2 separate regions of the Gossypium arboreum genome follow, and region 2 is linked to region 1. Evidence: chromatin contacts called from public Hi-C data. All regions are on one chromosome and are shown on one strand. The core of a region is the stretch at or near the end of the contact, and the rest is flanking DNA. Distances in the headings are between cores, read along the strand shown.

Evidence for each region. Hi-C and Micro-C count contacts between places; a contact is called where the count stands out from the background.
Region 2: a Hi-C map of leaf shows a contact between it and region 1, with 3 times the contacts expected there. The contact joins the enhancer-like site here to the promoter of LOC108461212 in region 1. A contact is called at or near these places in 2 of 5 Hi-C or Micro-C datasets (both in leaf).

The regions. Positions count from the first base shown.
Region 1 is chr1:100,602,562-100,607,820 of ASM2569848v2, forward strand. It overlaps LOC108461212, which reads right to left and starts at 2,868. Exons shown (of 7, transcript XM_017760962.2): 1 at 2,531-2,868; 2 at 1,792-2,403; 3 at 1,417-1,601; 4 at 1,022-1,260; 5 at 606-805; 6 at 233-358; 7 at 1-135. The coding sequence starts at 2,686. The coding sequence ends at 37.
Region 2 is chr1:100,693,100-100,698,538 of ASM2569848v2, forward strand. No RefSeq gene overlaps it. Among protein-coding and RNA genes, the nearest start is that of LOC108463820, 20 kb to the left of the region's middle. Within about 2 kb of position 3,377, at least 2 of the 2 cell types and tissues checked have an H3K27ac peak or open chromatin away from gene starts, as enhancers often do. A contact at or near this core is called in leaf, where this site is marked.

The sequences.
Region 1 (5,259 bases), core at 1,618-4,117:
TAGTATTAAATGATGGTTAACGTTGGAGTGAATGGCTCAGCGATCTTCTCGCTGAACTCTGTTGGGATCACCCATCATATCAATCATCATCTTCTCAGGCGAATCATCCCATGTTGCAAATGTTTTCAAGTCAACCTGTACACACGCAGCTCCCATGCTTAAGCCTTGCAACTCAACATTTACACTTCAGGCGGTTTGAAATTGACTTAAATTTTTAGAGGGTTTTGGTTACCTTTCTTCTTTGCTCAGTAAAAAGTTCTTCTCTTTTCTTGTACGAATCCTGGACTTCCTTTGCAGTCTTACCACCAAGTCCCCATACTTCGACTTCTGCTATCGAAGCTTCTACTGGGAGGAATCCCTGCACCAAATCATTTCAAAGTTCAGTACCGACCTTTCAGACACTCGAGGAAAAACCTCATATCAGTTCCTTTCCATGTTGAAAAAATATAGCAGGTCATGATAGTTAAAATTCTCATGAGGGTTCAGATTAGAAGAGACAAAAGACTAATTGGTAGTATAAACTACACACTGTAGCATCAAATAACAGGTTCATAGGATTCTGCATTTATTAAGAGAACTGGATATTAAAGTTGTATCCTATGCACCTGGTTTGGGATAAGGGAACCAGGTTGGTAAGTTTTGTCCATTGCATGGTGGCGAACGGTTAGTTTTGCAAAATCCTCATCTATAAATATCCTCTCATTTGTAGTGGTTCCTCCAAATGCAATTCCCACTGGCTTTGGATGTGATTCATAAACTCTTCCTGTAGGGTACAAATGACTGTATACATAGTTCTTCTCTTTCCCTGTTAAAATTTTATGATTAATTATATTCACCAAGTCATCCACCGAAAAAGAAAATGGCCCAACAGAAACTTGATTACATAGGCCAGGCAAGGAATGGATCCTAACATCCTCTATGCATGTCCCTTGCCCCCTTCCACAGGCCCCTCCACCCTCCAAGGAATAAAAGACGGACAAAATCTGACCATTGGCATATTTCCTCTTGTTTGATTACATACCTGAAGGTGAAAATACATGGAAGATCGGACTTATAGCATATAGGTTCCCCGAGCTTCCATAGAATGTATCCTTATTTTCGAAACCCTGCTGTGTAAGTGCTCCTATGATCCATTTCCTGGCTTTGTTATTATCCTGATAGGCATCTTCTGAATTAGCAGATATGAGAACAAGTAATGGACGATGATAACCTTCGACATTCGACCAGAATCTGTTCAAGCCTTTTCCATGAGTAGAGGACCTACAAAGTCACAAACAACCGAATAAATACGTAAAATTATTAAGTTACAAACACAGGTTAAAGGAAACCCGGAGAAAAGATGCACTCTTATCTTGAAAAGACTACTAGGAGCATTGACACTTAATGGATCATAACATCAAAGGGGAAATGACAAACCGATAAAGAAGATTTTCATCAGTTCCAACAATATCAGCAGAAAAGCATAACTTCAAAATTTCTTCAGTGATGGTGCTTCTAGGTGCAAGGGAAATCGCCCATGCCCTTCCACGTGTTAAAAGTAAAGCTTGAGATGCGTTTGGAGACATATCTCCTGAAATAGATTCTGAAGATCCTGCTTCATCCTGCAATTCATCAAGCAAAAATACCTAACTAGTGATTCTCACAATTGAATCAATGGATATTCTCATAATAATGGCACATCAAATATGCAAAAGAAAATACATATTAGATGTCAGGTAAACACATACACAAGCAGACACTGAACAACCGAACAATTTTGTTCAGGTCTTACAATGAATTGAAATACAGCACCTCTGCAAGAACCGAGATTTGAAGTCTTCTATTAACATATTGTGTAAGGCAGTCTGAAAGTGTTGGCGCCGTGGTTATTGCCCAATTAAGAAACTTTCCAACGGGAAGCTGAACATCCAAGCCTACTATATCACAATTCCATAAATCAAAGCTGCTATCAACTTCAGCACATGCAACAACAGCAGACAACACCAAATGATTAATATCAGGCAATAATAGATTCCCTTTCCTTTCAGAAGATTTCAAGGTCCTAACATTCCACAACATAGCCCAACACATCCAAAGAAGAAGAAGCAGATCAGAGGGTAGTAAAGACCCATTGATCTTGCAATCAGCAGCATCCGGTTCGAACTCCAAATTCGAAGAAAGCCCCAACTTTTTCACTGCCATCGCAAATATTCTCAACAATATATTAAGAGACATTGATGTAGACATTCTCCCACAGCACTTCACGTAACCACCTAGAAACCCTAACCAATTTATGCCACCTTTTTCAGACAAGAAAAATAAGTCTACAATCGATGATCCCAAGTGATCCAACAACCTAGGGAAAGACTCTGGCTTTTGCTGTGATTCGCAAACTGGGTCTTCGTAACATAAATGAAAACATTGCTGGAAGCAATGTAAAAAGAAAAAGAAAAAGAAAAAGAAAAAGAAAAAAGAAAGAAAGGGTATTATCTATTATGAAATGAAGTGAATGGATGAAATTAACGAAGATTGTTGAATAAATTAAGATTACCTGAAGTGTTTGGATGGAGATTGCGTTGGTTTGAGGGTCAGAGAGGTTTGAGAAGGATTTTTGAAGCAAAGGAAGAGCTCCCGTTGAAGCGGCGATGTTTTCCAACTCCCGTTGCTCCGCCGATACCGGCTGCTCCGTCGAGGATGATGCTCCCATTGTTGCAAAAGAAAATAACTCAAAAAGGATTTTTTCTTTTTAATGGGATTGGTTTCTGGGAGATTCAGGATACTTGGAGTAGCTTTTCGTCTCTCCGAAAGGCCATTCAGCGCCAAATAACTCAAAAGGACCTAAAGCGCACCGTTTTTATTCAATCTTTCTGTGAAATGTTCTTACTTTATATGTATAAATATTTTTATTTTTATGAAAATAATGTAAATATTATAAAAAGAATAATATTTATTAAGGTCAGCAAATACCCATCATTCGAAAGAAAAATTGTGCATGGTATAAAAATACAAAATCTATAATATATTAATTAATTTGTTAGACAAAAATAAAATGAAGGATACACCGTTAAAATAAAATTACTAAAAAACATATCTAAATATAAACAACCATTCTCTAGATTTATTCTTAACGGAAAATGTTTTTTTTACTTTTTATTAATTTATATATTTTAAATTTTTAATTTTAATTTATGTTTATCACGTATGAGGAGAGTTGTTACTTATTATAATGTGATTGACTGCTAGTATCATGTGATCAATTTTTAATGGTGTTACAGTAAAATACCAAAATATGTGACTAAATCTAAGTTTAAGTATAATTAAATCTTCAAAAAAAAATATACAAGTGATTAAAGACCTTCCATAATGAGGATTGCAAAATAAGCCTAAGCCATTGTTATTCAACTTTTGCAACTCAAAACCAATTACTTCATTGAATATGTCAAAATGATAATGGTGTTCTTTTCTTATCTAACTTTGTTGGTGTTGTTAACGTCTACTTTCAAAATATTGTTCATTCAAAATTAGGAACACTCAAATCACACTTTTCACAAAAATGACAACACATCTATAAGCAAACTAGTCCACCATTTTCTCTTAAATTCTGAATGAACATCTTTGTACTTGAAACCAAATTCATGGCATTTAAAATGTTTTGAGATTTTTGTTGCAAAGCTTGGCATAGTATATCAATAATGCCCATGATCTCTTTCATCAAATGCAAAATAAAAATGAACTCAAATGATTGAATTAACTTGTATGCAACACTAGCATCCCCTCATTGAGAATAAGTAGATCATTCACCTTTAATTTTTTAAGCACAGAATAAGTTGCATAAAAAATTGTTATAAGACTGCATATAGAATAAAAATGAGAACCTCAATGAGTATCTCTAGCTTGTTTTAAAATTTGATTTGCACTTTTTTCCAGTCCTAAGCTCATTAATAACTAACATGCTTGCAATTTTAGCTTCTTTGGCAGCATGTATTTTTTCATAACATTTGCAAGAGGCATCAACAAAATTGATAATGAAACTTACATTATTAAAAAACTCATGAACATAATGTACCTTTCTAGATGTAGTAATAAAAGCCAATTGTAGGCAATGAGCTAAACAATGCACATAATAAACTGAAGGAAAATCATTGAGAAATAATGCTTGCAATCCTTTCCATTCCCTGCGCATATTACTAGTCCCATCGTAACCTTAACCACAAATATTCTGAACATCAAGACTATTACGAGAGAGAATAACATATATTTCATTCTTAAGAGTTAATGATGATGTATCTTTAACATAAGTAAGGTCGAAGAAATGCTCCCTAATAAAGCCATCTCTATCAACAAATCTCAAAACAAGAGTCATTTGTTCTCTTTTCGATTCATCACGAGCTTCATTAACAATGATGCAAAATTTTGAGTTTCCAATATCTCTACGAATCTTCTTACAATCAAGTGTCTCATCATAACCTCTAAAAGCACAAGCTTGAAATGCAAGTCATTACATACAATCTATAGAATTCTTAACTCAAAATCTATTATGCAAACCTTGTTATAAACTTTATTGATGCATTACTTTGCCAATATGCCCAGATTTCTTCATCAAATCCACACAAGATTTCATGGTATTATTATGTGGTGAACAAGAATCATTCTTAATGTGATTAAGAAATGCACAACTCTTTCCAAAATTAACTTTTTTCTATAACACCTCTAACCCGTATCTATAGCCGAACTAAGGTTAAAGGCGTTACTTGACGAATCGGAACATTTTACGAATAATTCATAAACATCATCATAATCAAACATTACCATAGAGTCCCTTATATAGGTCATCAGACCTTAAACATGCATTAGAAAGGGGTTGGGACTAAACCGAGCTCATACAAAATTTTTCAAAACTTAAACATTTTTCAAAGTTGTACAGGTTACATGCCCGTGTGAACAGGCCGTGTGCCTTACACGGCTTTATACATGCCCGTGTGTCTAGGCCGTGTCAAAACAAGGCATACATACTGACTTGTCCACACAGCCACAAGACACGCCTGCATGCCAGGCTGTGTGAAAATTAGGGAGGCTACTAACTTGGATCACACGACCAGTCACACACCCGTGGGTCTATCCCGTGGTTAAAACTGACTTGGCCACACGGCCTAGTACACGCCTGTGTGTGCGACAGTGTGGTCTGCCCAAGGTTTTTTTGAAATGGCCCTCGAGCATCACGGTTGAGACACACGCCCGTGTCCCTGCCCGTGTGGGCAAAAATAGGCCATTTACAAGGCC
Region 2 (5,439 bases), core at 2,127-4,626, 91 kb after region 1:
TAGCAAATTAATAATAAAACAATAACAACAAAATAGTAGCAATATAATAACAAAATGGCAGCAAAACAATATCAAAACAATAGTGAAAAAATTAGACAAATTCGGGTTAGATCGGGCCAAAAAATCTTATTGAGGCTCGACTTGTTTAAAAAAAAATATAATTTTTTATCCAAATCCATTTTCTGACGAATCTTCGAACCTAAATAGATTATCAAACCCATGATCAAATCTAATTTAAACAATTTAAATCATATTTACCCTATTTAAATTTTAGAAAGAAGCTAAAAGAAATAACATTTTCTATATTAATAGCGTAAAATCACTATCCAAAACACTGGAGGAATATATTATTAAGATTATTACTCTGTTGGCTGTTAATGAAATAAAAAAAATATTTAAATTGATTGAGTGAGTCTTCACTCTATTAGTATATGTATTGTTGTTAATGTAAAAGACATAAGTTCAAATACATTGAAGTGAATTATTTTCTTATAAGTTAAGAAGGAACTATAAATAGTTCTAAACATTATATAACAAAACAAACATAATCGAAGGTATAATAAAATTGTTGAAATATATAATATAAAGGGTGTATGGTGTATGGTGTATGGTGTACTGTGGAGTAAAATAATAAAAGCACTTCACATTATGTTAGATTCGTTTGTAAAATTCTACTATTTCAACGATAGTAAACAGCACAATTATTCATAAACCTAGAGTGATTTAAAAAGTGTGTTAATTAAGCCATTGATTAGAAAAATTCTCTTTATCATCCCAATTCACCTTTACTTAATGAATTCCACGTGGCAAAAAATTATTATGTTTAATAACTAATTAAGCAGACACAAATTTTATTTAAAAGTAACAAATGTTATTATGAAAGTGTTTTTATCTTTCATATTTTTACATAAAAGTTAGAAAAAGGATTTCAAACTTAAAATAAATCACAATTATTATTTAAATCCAAGACATAAAAAAACCTTAAGTTAAATTTTATTATTAGTCCCTATACTTTGTAAAAATTATGAATATAGTCCTTGTATTTTAATCGATCAATTTTATTTATTGTACTTTTTGAATTGGTTAATTTTAGTCTTTGTACTTTTAAAATTTTAAAATTTTAGTCTTGAACTAAATAGTAATTAAATTTGCTTGTTTAAATTCAATTATTAGTGTACTTAAACCTAATCATGGGCCGACCGAACTGATGTAAAATTTTAGGCCCGATTCTAGGCCTGGGCTAGCCCAACCTTGAAAAAATAAGCCTAAAATTCTGTCCAAGCCTAACCCATATTAAAAATGCTAAACCCGAACTCTAACTTTACCTATCTCAGATTATCATTTTTTATTATTTTTATATAAAATTTTTTAAAAATATAATATATCAAATACACTAAAAATATTAAAATAAATATTTTCCAATAAATATTAAAATAAACAATATTCAAACAATAATAACAAAATGATAATAAAATAGCAACGAAATGACAACAAAACAATAACAAAAAAACTAACTTGGGCTGGGCTAAGTCGGGCCTGGGCCAAAAAACCTACCCGAGGCCTGGACAGTTTAGAAAACGGGCATTAATTTTAGTTCAAACCCATATTTTAGGCCTATATTTTTCCCAAAGCCTTTCACTTTTTGGATTGGCCTGGGAGAGTGGCTTAACCGATGATTAGGTTTACCTATGCTAAATGTATAATTGTAGATTTAATCCAAAATTTACAATTGAATCATTTTAAATTCTAAATTTTAAAATTTCAGTCTTGACACAAATGACAGTCGTTAATAAATTAACTAAATTTTTAGCAAGTAATATGTGGAAATAATAAACTGACATGACATTATACATACGGTAATATGTTTGGCACATGATATTTTGGAAATAATAAAAATAACTTAATGAATTTAACATTTGGTAAACACTGGAATTTTAAAATTTAAAAGTATATGAATTAAAAATAATCAAATTAAAATATAATAATTAAATCCACAATTTTGTAAAATAAAAAACTAACAGTAAAATTTAACCAAAATTTTTGAACACCAGTATTATCATTTTAATCAAAACTTAAATTAATTTTAATATAATTGTTTTATAATCATATTTTTATAAGAGCTTTTTACCAACAACATAAAAGCGGCTAAAGTACATAGACCCCAAGACACTCTCATAAACGTTAGATCTCTTAAGTTGACTCTTGTGTGATATAAGCCACCTACCTAAATCTCCACCGCCCCTTTTGAGCCTTTGACATTAAGATCAACCAAATCTGATGTTGAACAATAATTTTGGACCCACCCACTTAGCTTTAAGCAAGGTAAAGTTTTTTGCTTTATATATAAAAGTCAAGACTCTACCTAAAATCCAAAGAAAAAAAAAGAACTAAAACCCTACTATTATATGACATAAACATAATATATCATAATATTTTAAAATTTATTTTTCAAAATACATCTCAAATTTTACCTAATATAAATTATTAACATATTAAAATTGAGTTAATATGTAATTTATCCCTTAAACTTGTCTAAAATATTTAATTAATGCCTAAATTTGTATCACGCCACACATATTGCCCCTAATTTATTAACAAGTTAATTTTTTAAGGGTTAACATGTAGTTTACTCCATGTGCCACTATAAAATTGGCCATCAATGACATATCAACATAAACAAATGTGTTAATATGGATATACTAACCTGGGTGAAGGCATATAAGCTCAAATACCAATTCAAGTGATATCTAAATACTTTTAAATAAATTCAAAGATAAACTAAATATTAATCCATCAAAATTTAAACACAAGTATAACATAATAAAAAAAATATGAAGTGAAGGGAAAGTTTTGCTTTTGCAAACACCTACATGATTCAATATGAAAGAGTCCGAGAGAGAGGGAATTTGGGATTTATTGGCAATTGGGGACTTTGGTTCATTATTTCTCAATGCTTTGGGTTGACACTTTATTTGTCGTTTTATCAACAAATTTATAAAAATTGTGTATCATTTTAGGATTGGGAATGATTAAAATCCTTTCTTTTTACGTATTTGAAAAAAGCATTAGTTTTTTTATTTCAAGTGTATACCAAACAAAAAGAAGATTTGCTTGATTAATTCCTTTGAAAAGGGAAGGATTGAGACGAGTCATAAATGTATGGACTTTAGATAGCAAAGAAATGATTGGATTTGAGATTATTATGGGGATAACATCTTTTTTATTTCCTTCAAAAGCTTTAATCAAAGGTTATTACAGAACAAAAAGCATGGAATTGTTTATGTATATAGATCTGGGTGTGAGAATGTAATAGAGAATATGGAAGATGATGATGATGATGATGATGGGGGACCCAAGGCATGATAATGGAAAGCGAAAGAAGGGTAAAGGGAACAAGCGTGGTATAAAGGAAACATAGAAGCAGTGGAAGATGTAGGGATGGAGGGGGACATGGGGTTCAGAAAATAGAAGCCTCGTTTTGTCTAAGGGGTTTTTCATTATAAATCACTCAATTATCACTTCCCTTGGCTGGTCCTGCCACTGGGCAGCAGGGCATCTTCGCATCGATGTTTGTGAACACTGGGCCAACACTCAAGCCTATTTCTTGGGCTTTTTCTTTCCTCTTTTTGTAAAAAGGCACGCAACTTTCTTCTTCTTTTTTTTTTTTCAAATCACAATGTGATTTTCATCTCCATACTAAATTTAAAGATTTAGTTCAGCATATTTTGATCAGTTCTTTTTATTGATGATATATATCTTAATTCAAATTATTAAAACTTTTAGAGCATGTGTGGGTGAAATATTTTATTTTTATTAAATTTTTCAAAATTTTAAAAAAATTACTTAATAAATATATTGAAGAATTTTAAAACTCATAAATTCAACAGAAATTTTATTAATTCAATTTACTTTTTCAAATTTCACTTAAGAGGCGATTTTTCAAAATTTCTCATAATTTTATTTGATTTAATACATATAATCTCACTATAAGACAAAAAAACTTAAACTTCAAAATTATTTTTATTTAATTCTAATAAATACTTTTTAAAACTTATTTTATTAAAAATATTTATAATTTTTATAAATATAAATCCATATTGAATGTTTTTATATTATTTATTTTAATATAATTATTAACTTTTTAATTTGTAAAATTCTAGCAACCTAATTTTTCCCAAATCAATTATTTATCCAAACAAATTAATTACAAATACTAGCATTTTGAATTAATGGATTCTAAAGTGCTAGCATTTTTAAAATTCTCAAAAAATTAAAGTTATTCATCTAAACACACTCTTAAAAATTATATTAATTAACGATGTGAACTGTAAAAAATAATTCAAGTCATAATGTTCAGCTAAACTTTTAAAACCAATGGAAAACAATTATTTTTTTGGTCATAACCAAGGTATATATCGTTGGTAGTGTGACTAATCCTCTCGTTGTGAGTGCTTTTCGAAGCGGTAAATGACCGACCATAAAATTTACTTCATTTTCATAAGTGGGGATCGAACCCCAACTACATGACTAAAAAATGAAATGAGCAACTATTACAACACATCTCATAATTTGAAAACAATTATTTTGATAAAAAAATTTCACTTTTTTAAATGACATAGAAAAAAACTGTTTTCTCTTTTAAATTCACATCAGTCAACTAACGATATGTTGTAATGATGTAAATGATTTTGTCAGAGATCAAATTTTTCTAAAAGTATCTCTACAGGAAAGTTTTGAGGTTCGGGCAAAAGGAAAAATTGAGTCTTAGGTTCATTGGACCTTACAAAATCCTTAAAAAGAGAGTTGGTCTAGTGATGTATCAATTAGAGTTACCTCCTGAACTAGACCGTATCCATGACGTATTCTATGTTTCCATGTTGAGACGGTACCGATCTAACCCTTCCCATTTTATTCCGATCAAAGAGATTGAGGTACAACTAGATTTATCATTTGAGGAGGAACTTGTGCAAATTCTAGATCATGAGGTAAAGGTTCTGAAAAAGAAACAAATTCCTCTAATTAAGCTTCTGTGGCGAAACCATGGCACTGAAGAGGCCACGTGGGAACTGGAAGACACGATTCATCAACAATATCCTCATCTATTAGAATTAGGTAAAATTTGAAGATGAATTTTTTTTAAGGAGGGGAGAGTTGTCACACCTCAAAATATATATAGTTAAGAATATAGATTAAGCAAGAAATGAGTTATAGGCTGAATGGTTAAATGTTAGAGCCCTTTCTTAGAAACCCAAGTTTGAGCCCCTCTTTCCTCTTTCATTTTCTTTTAATTTTCAACAAGTGTGGGTAAATTACTTATGCCGCCCCTAGGTTTTACTAACCCTAGATATTTAATCAATTCTTATTCTATTTTGATTTTTCACATTGCCCTTTTCAAAATTTTAGTAGAATTAGCTTTCCATCTTATTTTCTCTTCTTTTT